Regions from separate parts of the Mus musculus genome. Here region 1 is linked to region 2. Evidence: chromatin contacts called from public Hi-C data. All regions are on one chromosome and are shown on one strand. The core of a region is the stretch at or near the end of the contact, and the rest is flanking DNA. Distances in the headings are between cores, read along the strand shown. Region 1 overlaps Kalrn (kalirin, RhoGEF kinase). Region 2 overlaps Muc13 (mucin 13, epithelial transmembrane).

Region 1 (6,367 bases), core at 351-2,850, 240 kb before region 2:
CGGTCCTCAGGGCAATTCCTAACCTCAGAGTCAAGAGCATGTGTTGATCCAACGGCCTCAGTGGTCGAGGGGATGCTAGGTCTGGTCCTAGTTTCATTACTAGTTTGTGACTGTGGCTCTGTTGCTTAACCTGCACAATTATTGGGTAAATTTGAAGATGGTTTTCAACACGGAAACTTTATCATTTATACAACAGATGGGTAAGTTTATATTAAGATGTTGAAGAGACTAGCAACCGGATAGTCCCTTATACCATAATCACAGAGGATCGGTAATCCACGGGCTGAACCGATAGAGAGAAATAAGGCTAAGGTGTGTGCTATAAAGCCTGGCCTGGATTTGGGGTTTGACTCTGCCACTGACCTTGGTTTGCTGAAACCCTCTCATTTCTCTATTTCCTAACACGGGAACCGTAATTCGTGTAACCTGCCTCAACTACGACGACTGGGGTGAGAGACAGGGTTATTGTAGTTGACGTGAACTAGTCACGGAACTGTCCTATTACCGGGAACACATTTCACTAATGTAGCCATTTTACAGAGATGGTGTGGGCATAGTAATCCCGAAGAGGCAGCTGTTTCTTGTCCAAGTAATTCCACATTTTTTTTTACAGCTAGGCATTTTAAGTGATTTAGGCCAGGCAGGTAGTACAGGCAGGCCTTTAATGCCAGGGCTCAAGAGGCAGAGGCTGGTAAATCTTGATGAGTTTGAGGCCAGCCTGGCCTACAGAACAAGTTCTGAGCCAGGCAAGGCTACGTGGTAAGACCCTGTGTCCCCCTACCTCTTTTCCTGTCTTATGCTAGGACACCGGCTACATGATGAATCTTATACTGCTTCTGACTTGGTGGTGCTTAGCCACCGTTCAATGACTCCAGCTGTTTGCCTAAAGCAAACTTGAAACAGCATTGAGAATATTCTGGAGATCTCATTTTCCACTCGTGTATTTTTGCCATCACTTTATACAGAAAGCATAAGAAGCAGATATCAGTAGTAGCCAGGAAAGAGGAATGGCCATTCCTAACATGCATCTGGGAATGTCCAAGCCAGGCCATGGTTTACCCTGGAACATCAACTTGCTTTGCTTGGTAACCGAGGCACAGTTAATGCGGCTAAGACTGCTGCTTTGCTGACACAGCATCTGCTATAAACCTGGGTTTCGAAAACTTGGAGTCAGTTGCATCCCTGGGGCCTAGTGAATTTGGAGAGCCTGCTGCTTATCTTCAGGGAGGCCCTGTTTCTATCAGCTACTGCAGATGCTTATCACCCATACCAAACCCTTGAGAAATAATGTCAACACAGAAGACCACAGCCAGAGAGGAATTTTCTGAGATAAGATTACACCTTTGTCCTTAAAGACATGCCAGTGAATCCCCAGATGTTCCCTGAGCAGAGCAGCCTTGTAGGTTCTCCTCTTACCAGGGAATTTTAGGAGCTCTGTGTTTGTGCTTCCAAACACAGATACTCTGCTGTTGCTTTCCAAAGTATGCACAAGGCCCTAACAGCCCCCGGGGAAGTGCCCCAGCAGGGCCAAGGCCCAGCGAGCCCCAACAAGGAGCTTAGGGTTATCAGCCCCAGGGAGATCCTGGAGACAGCTCTCTCTTGGCAAATACATTTGTTAATTTTATTTCAGGATTATCTTTTCTGCTCTGAGGGTTTCCAAGGCTAGGGGAGATCTCTTGTCCAAGTCCAGGGCAGAATCACACAGGAAACTGTGATTCAGTCTCCGAGTAGGTACGAAAAGCCACCAGAACACCTTCTAGGTACCCAGCCGTTTACTTGGTTTAAATATCAGTTTGCAAACCAGGGCTGGGGTGGAGATCAGCTACCTCAGGACTGTGGTAGTAATGAGCATTCATGACACCCTCACCTTTAATTTGTCTTCTGAACACTAACAGTATCATTCTCTCTAGCCCGGGCACAGCTATCTGGATCTTAAGTCCAATCCCTTTTCCCCAAGATAGTTATATAGAGCTGCCAGATTAATTTGAAAAACAACAAAAAATAAAACAAAACAAGCAAACAAAAAACCTACCCCTTTTCTGTTGTGTCATTTCCCACCAGAATCTCAAAGTTCACAGTCCAGCCTATTGTCCAATATTTTCCCAAATGTTCCCTTCCTCCAGGTTTCTACCCCACTGATCTTACTCCCTGGAAAGGACCCACTTTGAACTGGATAACTTCCCTTCCAGTCCCCTGACTCTGCGATTGGTCTTGTTATCCTTCTCTTTGGGAGCAGACCTCCCCCAAACATCTCTGTCCTTAAACTTTTCCAGGCTAGTCTCTCCTACACAGTTATGACCCTTCTCTGAACTGGGCTCACTTATCAGGAGAGTCTGTTCTTACCAGCCTGCTGGCAATTAATCACACATGGCTTTGTGAGAAAATCTTTATCTCCTTTGCTCTGCTTGCTGTTCTGTTCTGTTCTTTTCTCTCCCTCCCGGCTTCTCTCTGCTGTCGTGCATGTGGAAGCGTGCGTAGCTAGACAAGAGATCAATGAAAATGGAGCCTGGATCTTATATTTTTAGAATTCACTCTCCACTACACTCTCTGTGATGTTGTTACTGGTTAGTGACTCTTGCTTGGCACTTGACTTGGGTGCCAGGATGCTGGTGTTGCTGTGCAACTTTCAGAAGTCTGAGGACCCTAGTTCTCTCAGCATGGGTGGAACCAAAAAACATCATCACTGAGCAGCTGGGGCTAGAACACCTGAAACGGACTTTAAAATCTTGTGTTTGGCTTAGTCAGGTTTTCTAGAGGCTCAACTCTGTAGATGTACTGCCGGTCTCCTCAAAGAGTAGCAAGTCTTCAAGTGTCAAATAAGGATTGTCGGCCATGTTTCTCCTGTGCTGTGCCCTCTCTAGCTCTCCCACTTCAATAGTGTGGTTCCTTGGGTTTGCTTTGCCTGTAGTCAGTGGGAACTCAAGCACTGGGCATGACCAGGTATGAAGGGCACTGAGTATGAACAGGTGTGAAGGGCACTGGGCATGAACAGGTGTGAAGGGCCAGTAGATGGTTAATTGCTCAAGTCTGGCTGAATGACCAACAGATCTCACCCTGTCCCTGGGAGCTGTGTGTCCTTGGGCAAACTGATTGATGTCTCTAAATGGGCAGTTTCCTCTTCTGTAAAATGAAGATAATAAGACAACCCTCCACCCCTTGAGCCCAGTTGTGTTGTCAGAGAATGAAACAAGATGGTCCTGTAAAATACTTAGGCTATTGTAAGCTCATTAAAGCATTGAGATAGTCCACAAATGCAACTTACAGACAATATGCTGATTTCTCCTATTTGAAAGAACAAAGCAAACTCTCTTGATCTCCAATCATTGTCCCTTTAAAACAAAACCGAAGTCCTCCCTTCCTCTCTCCGCCCTGTGTAACGAGCATGCCCCCTCCAGCACACCACAGCTGCTTTTCTGCAAAGTCACCGGCGACCGACGGCTGTGTAACTAAGTTTAAGGTTTCTTTGGTGAGAACTCTTGACCTGTCAAGGAGCATCCGACACAGCTGATCATGTCTTTCCTCCGTGCAGCCTCCTGGCCAGCTCCTGCTCTCATCTCTCCCTGCCTTTCTGACATTTTCTTCGCTTTCTCATCCTCCTGCCTCTTGCTGAGTCTCCAGACTTCTCTGTTCCCCACATCCATGCCTCTTGGTGTTTTCATTCACGGCATCCAGCGCCCTCTCTTCCCTGTAGCCCTCAGTCACCGGCAGCTTACCAGCACTCCCCCCCCACGCCCCCACCCCCAGCTCCAGCTCCAGGCTTGAAGTCTAGTGGCTCCTCAGCCTGTCTGCTAGTATCTATCTATGAGCATCTCGAAGATGCCTGCAACTGGCCTCCCTTCCATCTACCCTCAGAGTCACACTTCCATACTCTGCCTGCCTCGGGAACTTTATCCTTTGTCCTGCTGTCAAAACATATCCAGAGTCTGATCCCTTCTGGTGGCCACCAGAATCACTCAGTTGAAAGGAATATGGTGGTCTCCTAGGCAGTCTGTTGCCACTGACCTCAATTGCAAGTAAGAATGGCATTTTAGTATTATGATAGATGATATCCATCTTCTGGGAATTTTCCATGTAGGTAAAAACAAAGGTATCATACTATTGGCTACCCAGTCCGGGTGGTCCAGTCCCTTTTGCTTTCACTGACCCCCACTCTGTTCCCCTTGCTCACTGCTCTGATGCCACCCAGCATACCCCACACACTACCTTGGGACAGCTATACTTTTTCATCTTCTACTTGCCTGCCTTGGCCTTTGTTAAATGGCTGCATGGCTTGTCTCTCGCCGCTGTTAGGAACATGCTCAGACATCGATTGAGTCATGATCTAACCTCAATTACTCAATTACTGTTAATTTGTACCCTCTACTGCCCACTGCATTTCTCATCATCGCTGACACTGTCACCACCACTGTCACCATCACCATCATCATTAGTTTCTTTTCAAGACAGGGTTTCTCTCTATAGCCCTGGCTATCCCAACACTCGCTCTGTAGACCAGGCTGGCCTCCAATTCTTAGAGATCCGCCTGCCTCTGCCTCCTGAGTGCTGGGATTAAAGGCATGTGCCACCACTGCCCAGTCCAACCTTATTTTTTAATATAGTTGTTCTCATTATCTATGATACCTTACCTTACCTATTTCGTTGTTATGGTATATTATTATATTTTCCATCAGAATATAACCTCCATGGAAGCAGGAGCCTTTGTCTCCTGTGAGTTTCTATAAAACCTGGAATGGTATCTCACATGTGAACATTCGAATCAGTGTCAACTGTTACTGCTTTCTCTTGCCTGGGTCCACAGCTGGCCTTGACGTCTCTTTTGCTCCCTGAGGGTGAAACTGTCTTACTCAGCAGTTCAAAAGCCTGCTTTAACAGGTTCTGACGTGATGTCTCTGTCTGTCCTTCCTCCTCAGATTCATACTCTCATTCCTCCAGTGAGAATGGAGGCAAATCCGAGTCCGTGGCCCACCTGCAGTCTCAGCCCTCCCTGAACTCCATCCACAGTTCCCCTGGTCCCAAGCGCTCCACCAACACCCTCAAAAAGTGGCTGACCAGCCCCGTGCGCCGCCTCAACAGCGGAAAAGCCGACGGGAACATCAAAAAGCAGAAGAAAGTCCGGGATGGGCGGAAGAGCTTCGATCTGGGATCGCCCAAGCCTGGGGATGAGACGACACCTCAGGGAGACAGCGCTGACGAGGTACTCACCAGGGCCACAAGAGACCCCAACTTGTTTCCCTCCCAGCCATGTAATAAACAGCTCTACCCTCTCTAGTACTATGTCATCTTGAACTTCCCATTCCTGAGTCTTGACTACCTTGATTTATGACCCATTCACAGACCGATAAGTGCTATGACCATCAAGTAGATTTGCCAGATTCAGAGATCAGAATCTCTGGCCAGTCAATCCCCTGCCTCTACTGAGGATGACATTAAAACTGGCCAGACACAGAGTAAGAATGCAAGGCCGGAGACTGTCACTCTGGAAACTAGAGGCTGAGTGCAACCAAGGGTTTTGAGCAGTGTCACCTTAAAGCGTGCTGTGAATGGCAGTGGTAGTGGCCTCCTTTAGTCCCAGAACTCGGGAGGCAGAGGCAGCCAGTCTCTGAAGTTGAGGTCAGCTTGTTCTATATACTGAGTTCTAGGCAAGCTGGGGCTGCACACTGGGACCTTATCTCAAATAAATAAATAAGTAAACAAACAAACAAACAGAGGAGTTACAGAGGGAAGCTATGAAGAGTACATAAAGGCCACAGTGGACAAGACCTACGCTCACTGAGGGACTTTGGAGGCAGCTGGTGACGATGCAGTGAGACCTCTGACCTCATGTTAGTCACAGAACACTGGGTTCTTGTAGAGCTGAGATTCTATAATAAAAATATAGGGCGTGCACTTTGGCTTGGGGAATGAAATGCCCGTGTTATCTGCAGAACTTGCCGACTCCAATCACTGGTGAAGCTAGGAAAGTCTTTCAGATGCAGAGCCAGACTCTGCCTTGTAATTTTGTTCCATCTGTCATTTCTCAAGGTAGAGATGGCATACAACCCTGGTGAGATTTGGATGGTAGCTTAATAGCCCTTCAGAAAAATTTGAAGTTAGGTGTGGTGAGGTGACACACCTGTAATTCCAGCACCCAAGAGGCAGACATAGGAATCATGAGTTCAAGGCCAGCCTAGACCCTGGGGGGAGGCGGAGGAAGGAGTGGGGGTTGCAAAGGGAGGAGAAAATTAGCTTTAAAAAAAAAAAACTTCCAGCCTTCTCCCTTCCTGAGTATTTCTCCTTTAAGAGCTTTTCCTAAATGTCAAGTCTTGACTTATTGGTATCTTTTATTGGTGTGGCAGTACCTAATGGTGTTATTTTGTTCTAGAAGAGC
Region 2 (6,251 bases), core at 2,253-4,752:
GTAAGCTTAGGTTAATAACAGGAAAAAAAAATGTCCTTGAAAAATGGCAGATGCTCCACAATGGAATTGAAATGTGAATAGTTTAGAGGGTGATTGTATGCCACTAAGAAAATGGACGTGGAGATCAGCGGCAGGATGGAGGAACTGGAGCCATGAGGACGGGGTCCTAAGACCCAGATCAATAGTAAAATGTAACCATGCATGACCGGAAGGCAGTGATCAAAAATGCAGGTATGTTAGAAGAGATGCAACAGGACTCGGCGGAGTGTGCTACTTAGGCATTTGAGAAGTACAACACCGAAAAGGATATTTCGGCCCATACCAAGGAGGAGTTTGACAAAAAGCACAACCCCACCTGGCACTGCATGAAACCGAACACTTCATCCACTTCTACCTGGGTCAGGTGGCCATTCTTCTGTTCAAATCTGGTTAAAAGCATGGACTGTGCCAAATACCCAGAGATCCATCCAAAAACGGGGACTGCATCCTAAATTCCAAGTACCAGAGACTGAATCTTTAGCCTTGCTAAGAGAACACCTTGTTTGAATCCGTTGTGTTTTGTATGGGGCATCATTCTCTGTACGTGTCTGTGGTTAAAAAAGAATTCATAAAACAGCTTATTTACATTTGTAGTTATTTCTTGTCCATACTCTGAGCCCTTTTTTGCCCTTAGACCATTCCTTTAAAAATAAATCTGTTGAAGATATGGAAGAGGAGGAGGAGGAGGAGAAATGGAGGTGGGGAACCAGGGAGATGGCTTACCTGGTAGAGGCCTCATGCACAGGTCTAACGACCTGAGTTCAACCTCAGGATCTTCTAAGGTGGCAGGAAAGAACCGACTCCCTGTCCTCTGACCTCCACAACACCATAGCCATAGCTGTGTGTGCCATAGCACACAACACACATACGTGCACGTGCATTCAACCCTGTTTCAAAAATGACAAAAACCCCAAAGATGCCTTTTTTTTAAGCCTTGACTCTATTGATTTGCTTTTGTGTTCCAGGACGCTCTTTGCCCTAGCATGCTCTTTACATTCTGTGAATGTAAATACCACAGAGGACTTTTTGCATAGCAGAGACCTCAGATGGGATGGAGAGGCATGGCCTCTGAGAAGCCCCTTCCTGGCAAGGGCTTATGGAGGCATTGCTGTTTCAAGGAAAGAAGTTTCAAAGATCTTTCCATCACTATTAAGGAGCAGGACACCACCACTGGCCAGTGGGTGGAGGGACAGTATATCCAAGAGCTGGAAGGTCCCCACAGAGTGGACCTTCCTCAGTCAGACCTGAGATAATATGTAACAAGCAAGAACATTATAGTCAATTAAAATTTTTATTTTATTACTTTATGTGATTAAATATTTTGCCTGAATGTATGTATATGCATCATGCGCATGCCTGGCTCCTGTGGAGAGCAAAAGAGGGTATTGAATCCCCTGAAGTCAGAGTTATAGACAAGCCAAGACAAGATGCTGGGTCCTCTGTAAAGGGCAATCAGTGTCTCAGCCCCTGCGAAGCTCTCTAGTCCCGTTGTGGATGATTTTATATGCATAACTACCAGGGAGAGGATTGTGTGAAGTTTGAACATTAGTAATGGAAAAATTGTTCAGCTTTGGAACTAAAGGCTCATGAGCTCCGGGAATACAACCCGAAATTTCTCTACTGCGCCTGTCACCAAGGCACAAGAAATACAGAACCCTGTCCAGCTCAGAGGTGGGTCTCATATGTTACCCAGGTGGATAATTTTGACATTCATGATGCAGACTCTTAAGTCGGACTGCCTGGGTTCAGATCTTGGCCAGGCTTTTTAGTAGCTTTCTGACTTGCTCAAGTTATCTTCCTGCTCGCTTAGCATTAGTGACAATGCTGCCTAGTTCCTAACTACCCCGAGAAGCTAAGGAGGTTACACAACAGGAGCCGCTAAGATGTGTCCCTGGATCCTGGGAAGTGCCCTCTAATAGGCCGGCTGTTGCGGCTGCTTTTCATCTAGAAGCAACAGAGCTTTCTGGAACTGGCCAGGGCTGTGACTATGAGCTCAGGAAAAAGGATTCCCAGGCCTGTAGAATGACAGTTTGCCTGGTTTGCCTGAGCCTCTGCCCCTGATTGGAAGAGAGTAGGTCCCAGCAGTGAGGTGGAGACGCTATATTTGCTCCAGGCTCCCCCGGGCTCCTCTCTAACCTTGCTTTCTGTGTTGAGGGTTGTCAGCTGAGGCCAAGTCAGATAACCTGGACAACACTGAAAAGCCCCAGCAGCCCTTGCTCACCTCATAAAAACTGATGAAAAGCCCCAGCAGCCCTTGCTCACCTCATAAAAACTGATGAAAGACAGAAACTTCGCACTGGGAGCCTTTTGTTTTCTTAACTGAAGGATTTTTCCATGTAAATAACTTTATGTCTCTTTTTAAATTACCACTAAATGAAATAGTTTTTATTTATTTATTTATTTATTTATTTATTTTGGTTTTTTGAGACAGGGTTTCTCTGTATAGCCCTGGCTGTCCTGGGACTCACTTTGTAGACCAGGCTGGCCTTGAACTCAGAAATCTGCCTGCCTCTGCCTCCCGAGTGCTGGGATTAAAGGTGTGCGCTACCACTGCCCAACAAACAAACTGTTTATTATCTACACGGTTGTACTCAGTACCACTGATGCGACAGTGACATTGCTCAGTACTGGGGATGTAGCCCCACAATGGAGTTAGAGCTTCGTGAAAATGGCTGACGCACCAGCTTCAACCCGTAGCACCAAGAACACTCAGTTATAGTAGAAGACCAATAAAGGAGACACTGAAGGCTCTCTAATGCCCAAGTAAAAAGGATGCAAATATTTCAACAGAATCCAGCCAAGCCAGGCACTCTAGTTGTAGTCTAGGTACACGCCTGACATCCCAACAACTAGAGTTAGAGGTAGGACTTATCTATCACAGGTTCAAGACCAGCCTGAACATGCATGGAAAGTGGCAGGATACCACAGTTGATATAGTAAGACCCTGGCTAAAAACAAGAATAAAAACACAACAACTACAAAGTGGGTTGGGGCCGCAGCTCAGTTGTGCAGTGTTTGTTTAGCATGTGAAGGCCTGAGTTTGATCCCCACAACTGCGTTCATTCTGACTAAGGGCCCAAACACGGCTCAATGGGCAGAAGTACTTGCCTGGAAAGTCTGAAAATTATGAGTTTAATACCTTAAGTTCACAGTGGAAAGAGACAACTGAGTCCCCAAACAAGTGCTCTGACCTTCACATGCATGCTGGGGTACTGGAGCATGCGCTCACATGCATGCGCGTGCGCAATCTTCCCCTCTCCCCTGCCCCCTATCCCGCTTAAAAAATAAAGTCAATGATTATACTTGGCTGTGATGTTCCCAAGTAAGACCCTGTTCTCAAACAAACAACAAGCAAAAAAAAAAAAAAAAAAAGCAAGAAAGCAAGCAAGGAAGTCAGCAGTCAGAAAGAAGCCTCTATGAAAGAATAGCGCTAGTCGCACTTTCCCGCAAATTATAGGAGACAGCGCCATCTACTGACCATGAAATTTGCTGGCCTGTGGCAATAAGCTAGAACGGAGGGAAGCTGTACCTCACCAGAGTGCTTAGGGTAGAAGGTGTGGTTAGGAAAACCCCGCCAGAGGGAGGAATGGTTTCCTGATCTATTCAGATAATTTTTTTTTTTCTTGAATGTGCTGGTATCTGAACGTCTGGGTCCCATCTACGTTAATCCGCTTTCCATCGCCAAAACAAACACTCTCAACAAGCTAAAATTGCACAGTTTACCAATATAGGTGCTCAGAATAAGTCAGCCTCCACTGGGATGGCCTGGCCAATCCCTGGATCCAAGACTGGGATCCCTCGGCCTGGACACTTGTCATGGAGTTGTGTTTGAGGGATAGAAGCCAACATGGTCTACGACATGTTAAAATGTTGTCTTGGGTGATGGAAAATCCCTGGTGAAGGTAGCAAATGTCGGGCAGGTCACTCCAGGGTGTCAAGTCACATTTTCTGTTTAAAATGAGACTCAAGGGGGAGCCAGGGAGATGGCTCAGCAGTGAAGAGTACTTACTGCTCCTGCAGTTCGGCAGTAGGCAATATGTACTGAGCACCTGAGCTCTCAGCATCCGAATCAGAATCAGGCAGCTCACATCTGCCTTGACTCCAGCTCTCGGGGGTCTGATGCCTCTGACCCTCAAAGCCAACTACATCTGCACATATAAAATAAAAAAAAAAATAAAACATCTACACCTACTTTAAAATTAAAAGAAAAAATCTTTAAACATGAAATGAGACTTGTGCTAGGAACTAGGACTGGCTTGTTTTCGAGGGTGCTTGCCTGGCATGCATGAAGCCCTGATATACCCAGTATCATCCCTACCAACCACATACACCAGGCATGGTGGCACACACCTGTAAACCCCACACTAGCGATGCAGAGACAGCTCTGGTGAGGCAGAGGTAGGAAGAACAGAAATTTCAGGTCATCTCCTGCTGTGTAAAATGTTCGAAGCCAGCCTGGGATATGTGAGACTCACTACTGCGAGCCTCCCAACACAAGAAAGGACACTATCCACCAAATATATTTTATTAAAGCATTGCCTTCCACAATGAACAATTAAGAACAAATAATAACAAAAATACCTTTCGAGAGGACCAGACGTCAGACAGACACGAGGGCACAATTAACATTTAAAAAGACAGATGATGGATGTATTTATATTTATCGTGTGTGTGTGTGTGTGTGTGTGTGTGTGTGTGTGTGTGTGTGGCCACTGCTAAGCCTCCATCATGGAGCAGAGGTTCAGTGAAGCATCATTGAGTGGACACCAGGCTCCTCTGTCAGAGTTCCAGATAGAAGGCCTGTGCTGTCACAGGGGCTTCACACTGACTGCTGCTTTTGTGGCTTTCCCAGGATCTATGTCTTGGGGATGGCAGCACCGGAGAGTACCCATTTGCTGCCTGAGGAGGGACATCATCAAGGGAGAAGACGCCACCTGCTACCTTCTCCCTCCCTCAGCCTTCCGGCATAGCTTCCTTGGCCTCTCTCTACCTCCTATGCTCCTGTTTCTCCTCCCTGCTTTCCTACCAACTAACATCTCAAAGACTTGAATGTCCCCACAGAGGACAGAGCCAGTCCAAGCCTTCTTATTGTCATTTGCCTGGGTCCCCAAAGTCCTCCTGAGAAAGCTGGGACATGCTTCCATCTCTTGCCTGTCCTCTTGGGGTGAGGCCCTATCACAAGCAGCTAGCTGTTCAAGAGTGGCCAGAGTCCAGAGCTCAGGAGTGGCACTGCTCAGGGATGAGTTATGAGGGTGCTCCCTCTAAGATTGGAAACGCTAAGAGTTGACCCACCAGGAAAGAAAAGCCCCACACCAATTGCCATAGCATTCTGTACTAACTGGAGAAAATCAACTCTTACAAAGGCTCATAGGGTCTATGCGCATTTAATTTGATAGGTGTGTCTTCGGCAAGCTTCGGTCTTCACACAGGTCCACACCCAGAGGGGTTGGCAAACCACGCAGAGGAATGCTGGAGGTCAAACTTTGTCTCTGCCCATTTCTCCTTGTCCTTAAGACCGTAGCTTGGGTGGGCTGGGCTAGGGAGGGTTCCAAATTCTTATCATTCTATACAGGAGGAGAGAGAGAGGCAAGGCTTAGAAAAGATTTCTAGACAGCAACAGGAGAAAACTGATATTTGTCAATTATTTTAATATATCTTTTGTCTTCAGCTTTTTCCCTATGCTCCCTTGTGTCTTTGGGGTGTCTGTCTGTCTGTCTGGTTTGAGACAGGATCTTTATAGCCTAACCTGATGCTGTGTTTTGAATGAAGATGGCTCCCATAGATTTACATGATTGAATAATTGGTCCTCTTTGGTGGGACTGTTTGGGAAGGATTGGGGGTGTGGCTCTGATGGAGGAGGCATGTCACTGGAGGCGGCTTTGGGGTTTCAAAAGCCCACACCATTCCCAGTTAACTCCCTCTGCCTCCAACTTTCAGATAAGGATGTGAGCTCTCAGCTACTGCTCCAGTGTCCAGCTTGCCTGACTGCTGCCATTCTCCCCACCATGATGGCCATGCACTTACCCCCGACAATGTAAGTCTCACTAAACTCTTTCTTCTACAGGTAGTAGTCTTGGTCATGGTGTCTTACCACAGAGGAACTAAGACACCAGGCTTCAGATGTGTGGTCCTCTTGCTTCAGCCTCCCCAGATGCTGCCTGGGTTTTGCTTCTGTTGGTATTTCCAATCTTTTGTGTTTTGCTTTGTTTTTA

What was found. A called contact is a pair of places that touch in the nucleus more often than the background predicts.
Region 1: a Hi-C map of the G1E-ER4 cell line shows a contact between it and region 2, with 2.9 times the contacts expected there. The contact joins two enhancer-like sites. A contact is called at or near these places in 2 of 484 Hi-C or Micro-C datasets (the G1E-ER4 cell line and embryonic fibroblasts), 4 of 115 datasets of contacts at active chromatin or transcription factors (differentiating embryonic stem cells, embryonic stem cells, extraembryonic endoderm stem cells and 1 more) and 1 of 9 other capture datasets (embryonic stem cells).

Annotation. Positions count from the first base shown.
Region 1 is chr16:34,053,659-34,060,025 of GRCm38.p6, reverse strand. It overlaps Kalrn (kalirin, RhoGEF kinase), which reads left to right. Exons shown (of 60, transcript NM_177357.3): 35 at 4,911-5,194; 36 at 6,362-6,367. Among named protein-coding and RNA genes, the nearest start is that of Gm41448, 63 kb to the left of the region's middle. Within about 2 kb of position 1,600, at least 17 of the 459 cell types and tissues checked have an H3K27ac peak or open chromatin away from gene starts, as enhancers often do. A contact at or near this core is called in the G1E-ER4 cell line, where this site is marked.
Region 2 is chr16:33,818,227-33,824,477 of GRCm38.p6, reverse strand. It overlaps Muc13 (mucin 13, epithelial transmembrane), which reads right to left. Exons shown (of 12, transcript NM_001382834.1): 12 at 4,549-5,603. It also overlaps the pseudogene Gm34967. Among named protein-coding and RNA genes, the nearest start is that of Itgb5, 8.3 kb to the left of the region's middle. Within about 2 kb of position 3,502, at least 6 of the 459 cell types and tissues checked have an H3K27ac peak or open chromatin away from gene starts, as enhancers often do. A contact at or near this core is called in the G1E-ER4 cell line, where this site is marked.